2 separate regions of the Pan troglodytes genome follow, and region 1 is linked to region 2. Evidence: chromatin contacts called from public capture Hi-C data. All regions are on one chromosome and are shown on one strand. The core of a region is the stretch at or near the end of the contact, and the rest is flanking DNA. Distances in the headings are between cores, read along the strand shown. Region 1 overlaps SORBS2 (sorbin and SH3 domain containing 2). Region 2 overlaps SORBS2 (sorbin and SH3 domain containing 2).

Region 1 (6,026 bases), core at 2,846-5,345, 170 kb before region 2:
TCTTTCTGCCAATTCAGTAAAAAGAAAAAAAAAAGCATCCAGAGATGCAGTTTAATTGATCTTTTCCACCAGCATCCTGGGAATTCCTCGATGTATGAATTGAGTTCAGTTGAGTTGTCCCTGAGTTGGTTTTTCACAGACCCAACTGCATAGGGAACAACAGCTTTTTTCCCAGAAAGGATTATAGCTGTAACACCGTAACTGTTATGGGTTGAATTGTGTCCCCTCAAAAGATACTTTGAAGTCCTAACCCCAGGACTTGTGAATGTGACTTTATTTGGAAATAGGGTCATTGCAGATGTAACAAGGCAAGATGGGGTCGTAGGGATTAAGGTGGGCCCTCATTCAATGACTCCTGTCCTTATAAGAAAAGAGAAATCTGGACACAGACACACACGGGGAAGATGCGTGTGCAGACGGAGGCAGAGATTGGGGTTACACTGACACAAGCCAGGTCAGGAAACACCAAGATTGCTGGCAGCAGCCAGGAGTAGCGAGAGGCAAGGAAAGATCCTCCCTGGAGCCTTCAGAGAGAGGATGGGGCTGCCCACACCTCATCTGCTGACTTCTGGCCTCCAGTACTGTGAGAAAAATGTCTGTTGTTTGAAGCCACCCGGTTTGGGGTACTTTGCTATGACAGCTCCAGGGAACAAATGCAGTAACCATGGCCATTTTGATACAAAAAAATGAGGACCCTGAGAGTTAAGTAGGCTGCCCAAGATGACCTAACTCGTAAGAGGTATTCCCACCCTGAGATACGGTATCAGCTGCTATCTTTAAGGTGACTCCCCTTAGTAGCTTCACGAATTTCTGAGATCCAATCAGCGGGCTTCTCTGCTTGGCCTTTTTATCGAACCGCAGACAAACCAGCCTGACTTGTTGATTTAAAATGTTCTATTTCATGCATGCCCGGCCTTGGAAAAGACCACAGAAAAATTACACATGATGCCAAATTTATTCCGTTCTTCTTTCCTCTGACTATAATGTGCGACTAATAACACTTTTTTTCCTGTCTCGTGGAAATTGAGAAGTTTCGTAAAACAAGTCTGCATCTTCTCACTGAATTTTTTTAATATTCATCAAAGCTTCCTCCACAGAACATATCAGGAAAACTCAAATCTTTCTCTGACTTTTCATAAAGTCAGTTTACTATTGCTATTTTTAATAACCATTTTCTTTCAGAAAATGTGTCAATTTATTAAAGAATATACAAATAAACAAAAGAAAATTTATACATAACTCAATCCCTCATTATTAAACATTGTTATTGTTGAGTGTACCTCCTGTCTTTTTCCTATGACTATATATCCAAAATTTTACTTACAAAAATGGAATGGTGCCACCATACATTTTTATGGGCTTATTGTTGTTGCTGTTTATTTAAAATATAATGTGAACATTGTAAACCAAAAAGCATCTGAGATAGGTCTCAATCAATTTAGAAGCTTATTTTGCCAAGGTTAAGGACATGCCTGGGAGACATGCCTTTCTCCAAAGATGATTTTGAGGACTTCGGTACATAAAGGGGAAAAGGAGGCCGGAGGGGAAAGAAGGAAGGTATGGTCACATCACTGAATCCACTTGTTGCAAGAGGAAAGGAGCAGGCAGGGGAAGAGTCAGTACGTATTCCTCTGACACTCCGTAAAACGGCACTTTACATAAGATAAGGCAAACACAGAGTAGCTACCTGTGGAGATATCCAACCTTCTATCTGTAGCTTCTGCTTAGGAACAAAAAGGAAAGACAGCTTCCTGCATGACTCAGCTTTCAGCTTAATTTTTTCCTTTGGCATCGTGAATTGGGGTCTCGAGTTTTTATTTTCCTTTTCTTTCTTTAATGCCATAATTGGAAAATTCTAGGTTAAAATGTAAAATCTTTATACTCCCGGCGTTCTCAGAACTCTCAGAATGCTGAGCACACTCTGAAACTCTAGGCAAGGGGCATGGTTTGCAGGATCTCCCAACCTTGTTTTGCCTGTGGTGCCCCTGTAGAATAGCCTGTCCTGGAACACCCTGTGGAAAATATCATTCTACATAATGACTTTTCAACACTGAGCATCTCCCATGGTGTGGCTGTGCCACAATCTACTTAGTCCCTGTTCATAGAAGTCAAGTTATTATCATTCATATACTTCTTGCATATTTTGTAAAAATATCCCAGAAACAATGTCTCTGCCAGGCACATGGCAGTTGTGTCAACCTTGTCATATGCATGTCTGTGAAAACTCACCGAATACAAAAAATACTGAAAACAGAAGCAGGCACTCACTTCAGAAGCGCTGCTGTGCCGTCTCTCCTGATGTGCTGGGCAGCGTTTCCTCCTCTTTGGGGGTCTCAGGATCTTTTGGTTACCAACAACGAATACAGAGCTCCAGGCCTGTTGGAACGGCGTATGGCCCGGGCTTCCATTTCCTCCACTTTTCCTGGTGATGCTGATGCACACCCAACTGGGGAAACACTAGATAAAGGATGACTGTCAAACCCTAAATATTCATGTCATTCAGAAGAGCTGAACACTGCAGGTGAAGAATTTTAAGAATATTGTAGCCAACTAATTTCACTTCTTTCTTTTTTCTATACACAGAGTGATAGAGGATGAAATTTAATCTCAATACATTTGAAACATCTCTTCCAACAAATAATAATAAGACTCAAAAAATAACATCGTGTTACAATTTCATTGGCAGCAGTTTTTTTCCTTTTTGGTGGAACATAAAATAGTGGTATGTCTTATAATTTATGGGTCCTTCATTTTGTTGATATCTCCTCGGGCAACTAATATGAATACCTTGCACAGAAGAAGGTGTTCGAGACATGTTTCGTAATAATGACGACTAATAAAAGCGACCAAAACATCAAACCATGTGAATTACTCCATTAAAATGTATTTCCCAGGTAAATGGGTCCTAGCGCTCCTATTCTAAAATGCAAGAATGATCACATCTGTGTTCTTTTTATGACTCTATGGTGGGGCTGAGTGTGGTGGCACACGCTTGTAATCCCAACACTTTGGGAGGCTGAGGTGGGCAGATCACCTGAGGTCAGGAGTTCGAGACCAGCCTGGCCAACATGGCGAAACCCTGTCTCTACTAAAAATACAAAAATTAGCTGGGTGTGGTGGCGTGCACCTGTAATCCCAGCTACTCGGGAGGCTGAGGCAGGAGAATCCCTTGAACCCAGGAGGTGGAGGTGGCAGTGAGCTGAGATGGAGCCACTGCACTCCAGCCTAGGAGACAGAGCGAGACTCCATCTCAAAAAAAGAAACAAACATAAAAACAACTCAATGGTGGCTTGTTATTTCCAGGAAGATAAGGCCCAAAGTTCTTACCACGAAAAACAAGGTGTTTGACAAACAGTGACCCTTCCACCCTGTCCACCTCGCCTCTGCTTCCTGCCACAACACAGGCTTCTGTGCCACTCCACCTCTCAGTCACAGCTGCCACTTCCTCACCTGGAAGTCCTGTCCCTGGCTTCCCAGGCAGGCGAACTCCTCTTCAGCCACTTGACTCAGCTCGCGTGCGGCCCCTTGGTGAGGCGCGGGACGGTTCATTTGTTGCCTCTGCTCCCCTTGCCCCCCGGGCGTGGGCAAATCACACTGGAACATCACTATTCGTTCCCTTACGTTCACCCACCCAGAAGGTGGGCAGTGCTTTAGTAATCTGACCCGTGATGCGGATCTTCTTGGGTTCGTTCAGGTTGAAGAAATGTTTGTTGGATTGAATCAAGGGGTGGCCTTAAGGGGCAGATAGAATTCATTCACCTGGGACCCATGCGGCCCAGTCATCCATTCACTTGTTCATTCGGCATTTCTGTATCCACAGCCCAGGTACCATACTGAGCCCTGGAAGCAGGGTCAAAACAAAACAGAAATGATCTCTGCTGTCCTGCAGTTTATAATCTCGCGGGACAGACAGAGATTAAGTAAATAAAAGCACAAGTAAATGTGCAGCGTGTGAAGTCCCGGGGCTGCCAGGACTCTGCTACAGAACTCTTAAAGAACGAGGTGGCTCTTTTCTTAGAGGGCCCTGTGTGTGCGCTGAGACGCTGTCTGCAAGGCCTCCGCAGGTGCTTCCCCGCAGGCGAGGTGTCCGCGCACGCTGCTCCCTAGCCTCTGTCCCTGTCCCTCTGTGGTCTCAGCTCCCTACTCCTTCCCCAGCTGCAGGACTTGGGCACACCATGCCCCTCCTCTGAAGGCCAGCCCTGCCCTGCCAGCCCCTTGGCATCTGGTCGATAAAGTCCCCACTAGATTCTATGAAAAGGTTAAATGAGGGAAAGAAATAGGGCTACCGAGAGAATAGGAAACTGGTGCCAATTTAAATTAAAGGGTAGGGGAGGACACCAGCCCGGAAGGAAAGCAGGAGGCAGAAGCGAAAAGGCCTCCTGCTGGCTGTTCACACGGCGCCGCGCTGTCCAGGTGAAGTTGCAGGGAGCCTGCGAGAAGTTCCCACTGATGACACTAGTGCCTGTTTCTCCTTTGCTGAAGCCCACTGGCCCTCACCGTCTGGACCATTCTTTTGATGAACACATGCATTTGTGTTGCTTTTGGACGCTCTGGTCCACGTCCAGCTGATGTTTCCCACGGTATTGGAAGGTCCCGGAGGTCCGTGCCCACCCAGTGCTGCACCATAAATCAAAGACACAACATTCAAGATAATACCTAATACCCTTTTATGCTAATTAATGGATTTAATTGCCACAACCGCCCTCAGAATTAGATAATATTATCATCCTTTCTTATTCATGAGGAAACAGAAGCACAAAGAGGTTAGGCAGTTTGCATATCACACAGCTAACAAATTGCAGAATGTTTGAATCCACACCATTTACTTATTTGTTCCATAGTGAATGAACAAGTATACTTTGAGATATTGATATGAAACCAGTATAAGGAGAGATGGCAATGCTTTGAGTCTGTGCTGAGGAGATAAGCACAGTGGCTGGATAGGCAAGGACACCCCCAGGCAGGAATGAAGGAAGGGTGCTTCCTCAACCCACCGAGTCAGCCTGGGTGATCCCTGCACTGACAGGTGACCAGCCAGGAATAAAGGCTCACTGACAATGTCCAGAAATGAGATAGTACTTTCTTTGTACCCAGGCTGACATGAGCTGGCAGAGGCAGCTTGTTGTCTATCCACTCCCTATTATCAATTTGTTTCTCAGTAGTAGAACACTGGTTTACCTGGGACCAAAAGGCGTCCAGCTGAAAAGACCACGTTTTTGAGACTTACTTATCACTCAGGATGCAATGAGATATCAGCAGAAGTGCTGGGTGGGAGGTGGGGAAAAGCTCCTTCAAAGAGGCCAACTCAAGCGGAAAATGTGCCCCTTGGCTCTCCCTCTCCTCTTCTTGCCTGGAACATGGACCTGATGGCTGGAGCACAAGTAGCCATTCTGGACCACAAGGATTCTTGAGGATAGAAACCAGTTTCAAAAGATGACAGAACAGAGGGTAGGAGCTGGAGTCCTAATAATCATGAGGCCAATTTTCTACTAGCCTAGAACTCCTTATTTCTCAATCCTTCAAGTGAGAGAAAAATATAGCTCTGTCTCTTGTAAGCCCTGTTATTTGAGCTTTCTCTCCTACGCAGCCAGTCCTAATCCTGTGATAAGACTTACTCATGTGTTACCAAAAATTGAAACACAACTTGAGTTTGCTTCCAATTGTTGGAAGCAAATCATGTCTTTAATGAAGGAAAGATATAGGAAAGAGTCCACATGCCAAGAGAATAATGGGTCCTTCAAGATGCAGGTCAGGTATCAGCTCTCAGATAAATTTTTTAAAATCCACCTTTATGCCTATAGGAAAGTTGGTTGTGGAATGATTTTTCATGCTACTTTAAACCTCACAAGGAATGTTTCTTTTTTTTTTTTTTTTGAGACAGAGTCTTGTTCTGTCACCCAGGCTGGAGTGCAGTGGCACGATCTCGGCTCACAGCAACCTCCGCCTCCTGGGTTCATGCCATTCTCCTGCCTCAGCCTCCCAAGTAGCTGGGACTACAGGCGCCCGCCACCACGCCCAGCTAATTT
Region 2 (5,996 bases), core at 2,713-5,212:
ATCCCCATGTATAGCTGTGGTTATAAATGTCAAGTCAGGCTGTCTCTGAGCCACAGCAGGCCAAGACTCTCCAAGGTTGTTTTTCTTTCTCGTGTGTAGAAAGTAATGATGATCAGATTCAGTGTATTTGCCAAAGGCGGTACTGTCACAATGTACCATGCTGCAGTATCGTTTTAGCCTATGCCGAGGAAACAGAATTTTGTAAAGTCATCCAGAAACTCTAGAAAGCCAAGAGTCAACAAACAGTACTTTTGAGCTATTTTAATGCAGGGAATCAGCTCTCCAGATTGCCCTCTCTCATGTGACCTGGGACATCTATGTGAACCTTTCAGTGCTGTTCTTCAAAACAACAAAAATCGCCAGGGCTCAGCTCCCATGAGATTGTGTCATTAAGACCAGCTAGTTAAGTGAAATACAAGATTCTTTTCTTCTACTTCCAATATAACACTTGTTTGAGTATTTTCAAAACTGAAAAGGAGAAAAAAATAGAACAGAGTCACTGTATACTGCTATGTAGAAAATATGTCCTTTTTTTTCTTTTTTGAAATCTCTGCGTGTTAAATCAGTGTAGAGTTCTGATGTTTTGAAAACTGTAGGAATGTAAAAATTCAGGTCTATTTAGTCAAGGTTGTAGAAAAAACGGCATAGTGAATTGCTAGTAGCTATTTTTCATGCAAAATGATTTTACATACAAAAGTAAACTTCCTGAAATTTGAGTAGACTATTTTCTTTTTCTCAGCCTTAGGCATAGCGATCTCCATGATGGCATTTACAAAAGGAACTTTAAATGCTTAGAGTACTTCTTTTAGAAAGGGACATAGAGTTTTAGTATTTTATTTTTCCAGCTTCATATTTCCCTTTGCCAGCAGGGCATTTTCTGGCATCTTTGTGCTCACCATATAAAGCTAGCAGATGGCATCACTGTGAGATCCTACCTGATATAGGCCCTCCAGCAAGTGAAGAAAAAAAAACCTGTCTGTCAACATGTATTGCCATATACAGTGATAGGACTGACTTAGTAGCCTTCCTTGTTGCCATCAGCACGTCCAGGAAAACATTTTTGCACAACATTATGTTGTATTTTCTGTTGCTTTAGTACAGTAAAAGAAATGAGGTTTAATGAAAGAGAAATCAGTCCTTTATAAAAATAAACTTTCTTGAAAGATACATGTTTAGCAACTTTGAACCAGCAAATAATAGACCCTTGCTTCACCACTGCAATCCCTTCCACCATGTCCCATCCTTTGACTGAATATTCGATCAATAACCTCAACTCTTCCATGGAGAAAGAGCCGAGAATGAAGAGCTGACTCACAACGAAGTCAAGTGGCCCTTCATGTTAACCTGTATTCGGGGTGATTTTTCAGAATAATATATTCTCAGAGGTCAAAATAAATTTAGATATAGCACAAAACCCTGAATGTCCAGATGAAAAATGCAGTGACCACATTTCTGGGGGAAAAAAAGATCAGGCAATAAAATCTAACCCAAAGCTCAGTCTATTAAGTATAAGAATGCTTTTGTATCAGTCCTAACAGAAGTTTTTAAATCGAGATCAGTCTTGGAACGTCTGGTGTGTTTAGTTACTATAAGCAGAATCATCAAGCCTGTTGCCCAGGTAGCTCTCAGAGAGTTGGGGTAAGATCTTGCCAAGCAAAATCTGTGAGTATGATTATAAAAGCATGTGTCTACTTTTACAGGTATCCAGAAAGGCAGAGCTCTATCCAATAGGCTACGTTCATTCATTATTTCATTCTACAAATATTTGCAGTTCCCTAGTGTTATTATTTATTGAGTAGTTATTATATTCTAGTCATTGTTCTAGGTCTTGTGTATACATTGTCTCATTCGATTTCCATAACAATCCTATGACTTAGATATAATTATGTCATTTTAGAGAGGAGAAAACTGAGGCTCAAGAAGGTGACATGACTTGCCCAAATTCGTATTGCTAGGGTGTATTAAGCAGCAATTTAAGGAACCAAGATTTGAATCTTAGTTCAAGACTCTACATTAATTTCATCTTTCCACTACAGCCTACTGCTCCCCTCATGTCCGACGCCTGGATCCGTAAGGACTTCTACTCTCAAGGAACCTACAATTTTAGCCGAGCAAATGTTGTATACACTCTGTTATCATATTAGCATTTTTGAAGCAATATCTACATTCTTAAATTTTCTGTAGGACTCTGGGATGCCTACTACATTCAGTATTTTAGTAGCTTAGACTAGTAAATAGCAAATTTATTTCTCTAGAGCCACGCTGATCAGAATACAATTTGAGTCAAAAATATTCCCCAGTTAATTCTGAAAACACTGTCTTACAGAACATTCAATAAAAAGCATCTAAGGATAATGATCATTATCTACCAAAAGGAGTTAAACAAATTAGTACAACAATAACTTACATTAAGTGAACTTTATATATTTGTGCAAATATCAACTCTCTAGTGCTGGGTACAGCTATAACTTGAAAAAATAAAACCATAGCATCTAATGTTCCAACTCAGCCTAAATTCAAACACAAGGCCATATGTTTACAAACTGCACACATAACTAAGTAAATTGCTGAAATTGTCATGAAGCCATAGCAAAGAGTCAGAACATTTTATCACAGAATGGGACTCTGTTATTAAGAACATAAAATAGAGAAATGAAAACACTGAGAAGCGATGTTGATTGGAAGCCAGTTTGTAACCACTGGATGCTCTCTTCATTACAGACAGTCGACCGGCCCAAGGACTGGTACAAGACGATGTTTAAGCAAATTCACATGGTGCACAAGCCGGGTATGTCTGCTGCTCTGCTTTCTGATGAGGTCCTTGTGGGTTGAAGGGAGTACATTCGTCTTTTGCATCGGTTTGATTCACACACAATGTCAAGACCCCAGCAAACTCCGTGTCCCCTTTGTTTTCAGCATGTCTCCTGTTCTCCTTCTGTCACCCCTCCGGTGACAGATCCCTGTGCCTCTGCCTCCCACCTGAGCTGCCAAGAAGCCTCCCCATGGAGGACAACCAGGCACTCTGGCCTCAGCCCTCCATCCTCCCCTGTCCACAGTCTAAATTGGTGTGTTGCCTGGGTGAAAAACACATTGTTCCTCTGTCCACCCCTGTCTGCTCTCATCAGGAGAGTGAGCCTGCGCGGGTCTGCCTGAGCCTGCTCTGTAGACAGGAGACCACTAAAGCACTTAGTAAAGGAAATTTGCGATCCAGAGCAGAGAGGGTTCTGGGGAAGCGAGGACAAGGGCCTGACTTTGCATGCTATGAAGAGGGCAGCAAGACAAATATGTTACAGACAAAAAAGGGCAGTTTGCAGAGGCCTGTGGTGGCACACACCTGTAATCCCAGCTACTCAGAAGGCTAATGTGGGAGAATGATTTGAGCCCAGGGGTTGGAGGTTTGGAGACTGCAGTAAGCAATGATCACCACTGCACTCCAGAATGGACGACAGGGTAAAACCCTGTCTCTTTAAAAAAAAAGAAAGAAAGAAAGAAAATGGCATTATGAACTAGGAAAAATACATTGCTTTTCTAACAAATTTCTGTTGTTTGTCTGAAGTTCTGCTGTCTCGTTGTCCTTTGGTGACAATCTATATTACCATAATATTTATGTTTCATTTTCTAGATGATGACACAGACATGTATAATACTCCTTATACATACAATGCAGGTAGGATGGGTTTCCTTGCTCGCAATGACTATTTTATGCTCAGCAATGTTTGGAAGAACGACACGGTCACCTTTTTTCCCCTTTTGTTTGAGCACGTGTTTTCAGTTCATATATTAGGAGGAGGATTTCTTTTCTTTTCTCAGAGCATGCGTAACAAAAGGATTGACTTTTCTCATGGAAATGAGAACTAATACTGGTTTATCTCATTCATTCCCACTATTGGTTTATTCTCAGCTTCAGGAATGTTTAACCAAAGTGTGAAGGATAGGCTGAAAGGACACACTGTAACCCAGGGTACAAAATAAGATAAAGATCTTTTATCTGCAGAGAGAATGATTACAATTGTGTAAGATCTTTCAGATACACTTCACCAAAAACAAGTCAAACAAAGTATTCTGTGACCTTGTCCCTGCCTTTTGCTCCAAAATGCAACCATTCATTGAAAGAGTTTAAAAATCCCCCTTGGCGGGGCCACTTTTCTGACTCAGAATTGCCAGTGGTCACAATAGAATGGCTTCAGTTCCAGGCACTGCCACTTGGATTGGCGAGCCTTGGTATCTCGTGCAGGGGTCTGCAGGCTGGAAGGAGGGACCCCTGACACATGTTTTTCCCTTCATCACTTTCTCCTGAGTGTTGCCTTGGGATTCTGCCCAGGGCTCCTCTCCCTGCCCAGTCACAGGCTCAGGACAGGTGCACAACTATTTTTTTTCTTCTTTCTTTAGACCAGGCTCGGAGGCTGGCACTGCTCCCCTCCCCTTCAGCAGCTGCAACCTCACTTGGGGTCCTCTGGGCAGCCTGGGGTCGCATGATCCTCCTGTTCTGCACCCCTGGAGACCACATTCAGGCCCTTTAACTATTTGGGATTGTGCTCCTATCTCCAAAGACAAATTGATAGAGGGAAAATCAGTAGAACAAACTCAGCAAGCCCTCTGGGTTTAAGTCTTGGCTCGCCCCACTGATAGCTTGAGGCCCACAAAGATGTTTCCCTTAATTTCATCCCTGCTCCCACGCCCACCAAACTCACCTCCTTTATTTAGCTCAAAAGTTGAAGTCCAACTGTTGAATCCAAGCAAAACTGTAAGTGTAGATGTTGTCTCTTTTCATTTGCTGTGGAAATGTGCATGGACTTTCAGGAGAAGCGAACGGGTACAAATAGAATTAGCTCCAATGATTGGGTGCAGGAAAATTTAGAATTTTTATAACTGTTTTAATATTGAGGTTTGTGTCACATTAGTGATTAGTGAATGGAACAGCAGTGACATATTACTTTGTACAGCCCTACAAGCTGATCATTTGATCAGTGGACGAGTCAACTGCAGCTAGTCTCTTTGCTCTCTACTAACCGTGCAAGCCATGGCTTCACACCTTGCACTTTTCTGCCTTTTTTTCTATACCATCCCTGCTCCCCTCTTGCCCTGCTCACTGAAACTCATTCAGGGCTGACTCTGGACTCTTGGGTTCCATAATACCTTCTCTGAGCAATCTACCACCTACTAACATCCTTTAATTCTTACTATGTGTTTTCTTCATTTGGTCTTTATTATCTTTTACCAATTATTTTCCATCATAATTCTATTTGTGTCTGATTATCCCAGGTGCACTCTAAGCATATTGAGGACTCATGTTTCCTTGTACCTTGCACAGCACTTTATAAACACAACTGTGTGCAATATTTTGTTTGACTACAATTAGCATGTCAATTTTCATATGTAAATCAGGGTTTTTAAATTATTAGAAGATATTTGGAAACAGTTCCGTTTTTAATCTTGCTCTGAAAACTGAACCATTTTCTTAGTGTATACAATTGAAGAGAAAATTTGCTGAGTGCTTATAAGTTTATTCCTAGTACCAGTCTGAATTATTACTAGTTCTGAAATAATTGACAAAGATTTACTGTAATCAGGGCTTAGGTACAGAATAAATTTGTAATTAATAAATTAATGGAAATTAGTACATTAATATTAATAAATTAATAGGAAACTACCTTCTAATGTATGCATTATGAATATGCTTATTGATAATAATTTCTATGCAATCATTGGCTATTTTGAGGGGGACAAATAATTTAATTCATTTTTAAGAGGTTATTTGCTTCTGTTTTTTGTCTGCTTTTGTTTTTTGTCATGATAGGTCTGTACAACCCACCCTACAGTGCTCAGTCACACCCTGCTGCAAAGACCCAAACCTACAGACCTCTTTCCAAAAGCCACTCTGACAACAGCCCCAATGCCTTTAAGGATGTGTCCTCCCCAGTGCCTCCCCCACATGTTCCACCTCCAGTCCCACCGCTTCGACCAAGAGATCGGTCTTCAACAGAAAAGTAAGGCAT

The links. Capture Hi-C pulls out chosen DNA fragments and counts their contacts.
Region 1: a capture Hi-C map of stem cell-derived neural stem cells shows a contact between it and region 2, with 2.3 times the contacts expected there. The contact joins two enhancer-like sites. A contact is called at or near these places in 1 of 1 datasets of contacts at active chromatin or transcription factors (stem cell-derived excitatory neurons) and 1 of 1 other capture datasets (stem cell-derived neural stem cells).

The regions. Positions count from the first base shown.
Region 1 is chr3:187,460,505-187,466,530 of NHGRI_mPanTro3-v2.0_pri, reverse strand. All of the region lies in intron 1 of SORBS2 (sorbin and SH3 domain containing 2), which reads left to right. Among named protein-coding and RNA genes, the nearest start is that of SORBS2, 140 kb to the left of the region's middle. Within about 2 kb of position 4,095, at least 1 of the 24 cell types and tissues checked has an H3K27ac peak or open chromatin away from gene starts, as enhancers often do. A contact at or near this core is called in stem cell-derived neural stem cells, where this site is marked.
Region 2 is chr3:187,291,742-187,297,737 of NHGRI_mPanTro3-v2.0_pri, reverse strand. SORBS2 (sorbin and SH3 domain containing 2) reads left to right here. Exons shown (of 31, transcript XM_016952610.4): 11 at 2,722-2,788; 12 at 3,623-3,667; 13 at 5,798-5,987. Among named protein-coding and RNA genes, the nearest start is that of PDLIM3, 120 kb to the right of the region's middle. Within about 2 kb of position 3,962, at least 5 of the 24 cell types and tissues checked have an H3K27ac peak or open chromatin away from gene starts, as enhancers often do. A contact at or near this core is called in stem cell-derived neural stem cells, where this site is marked.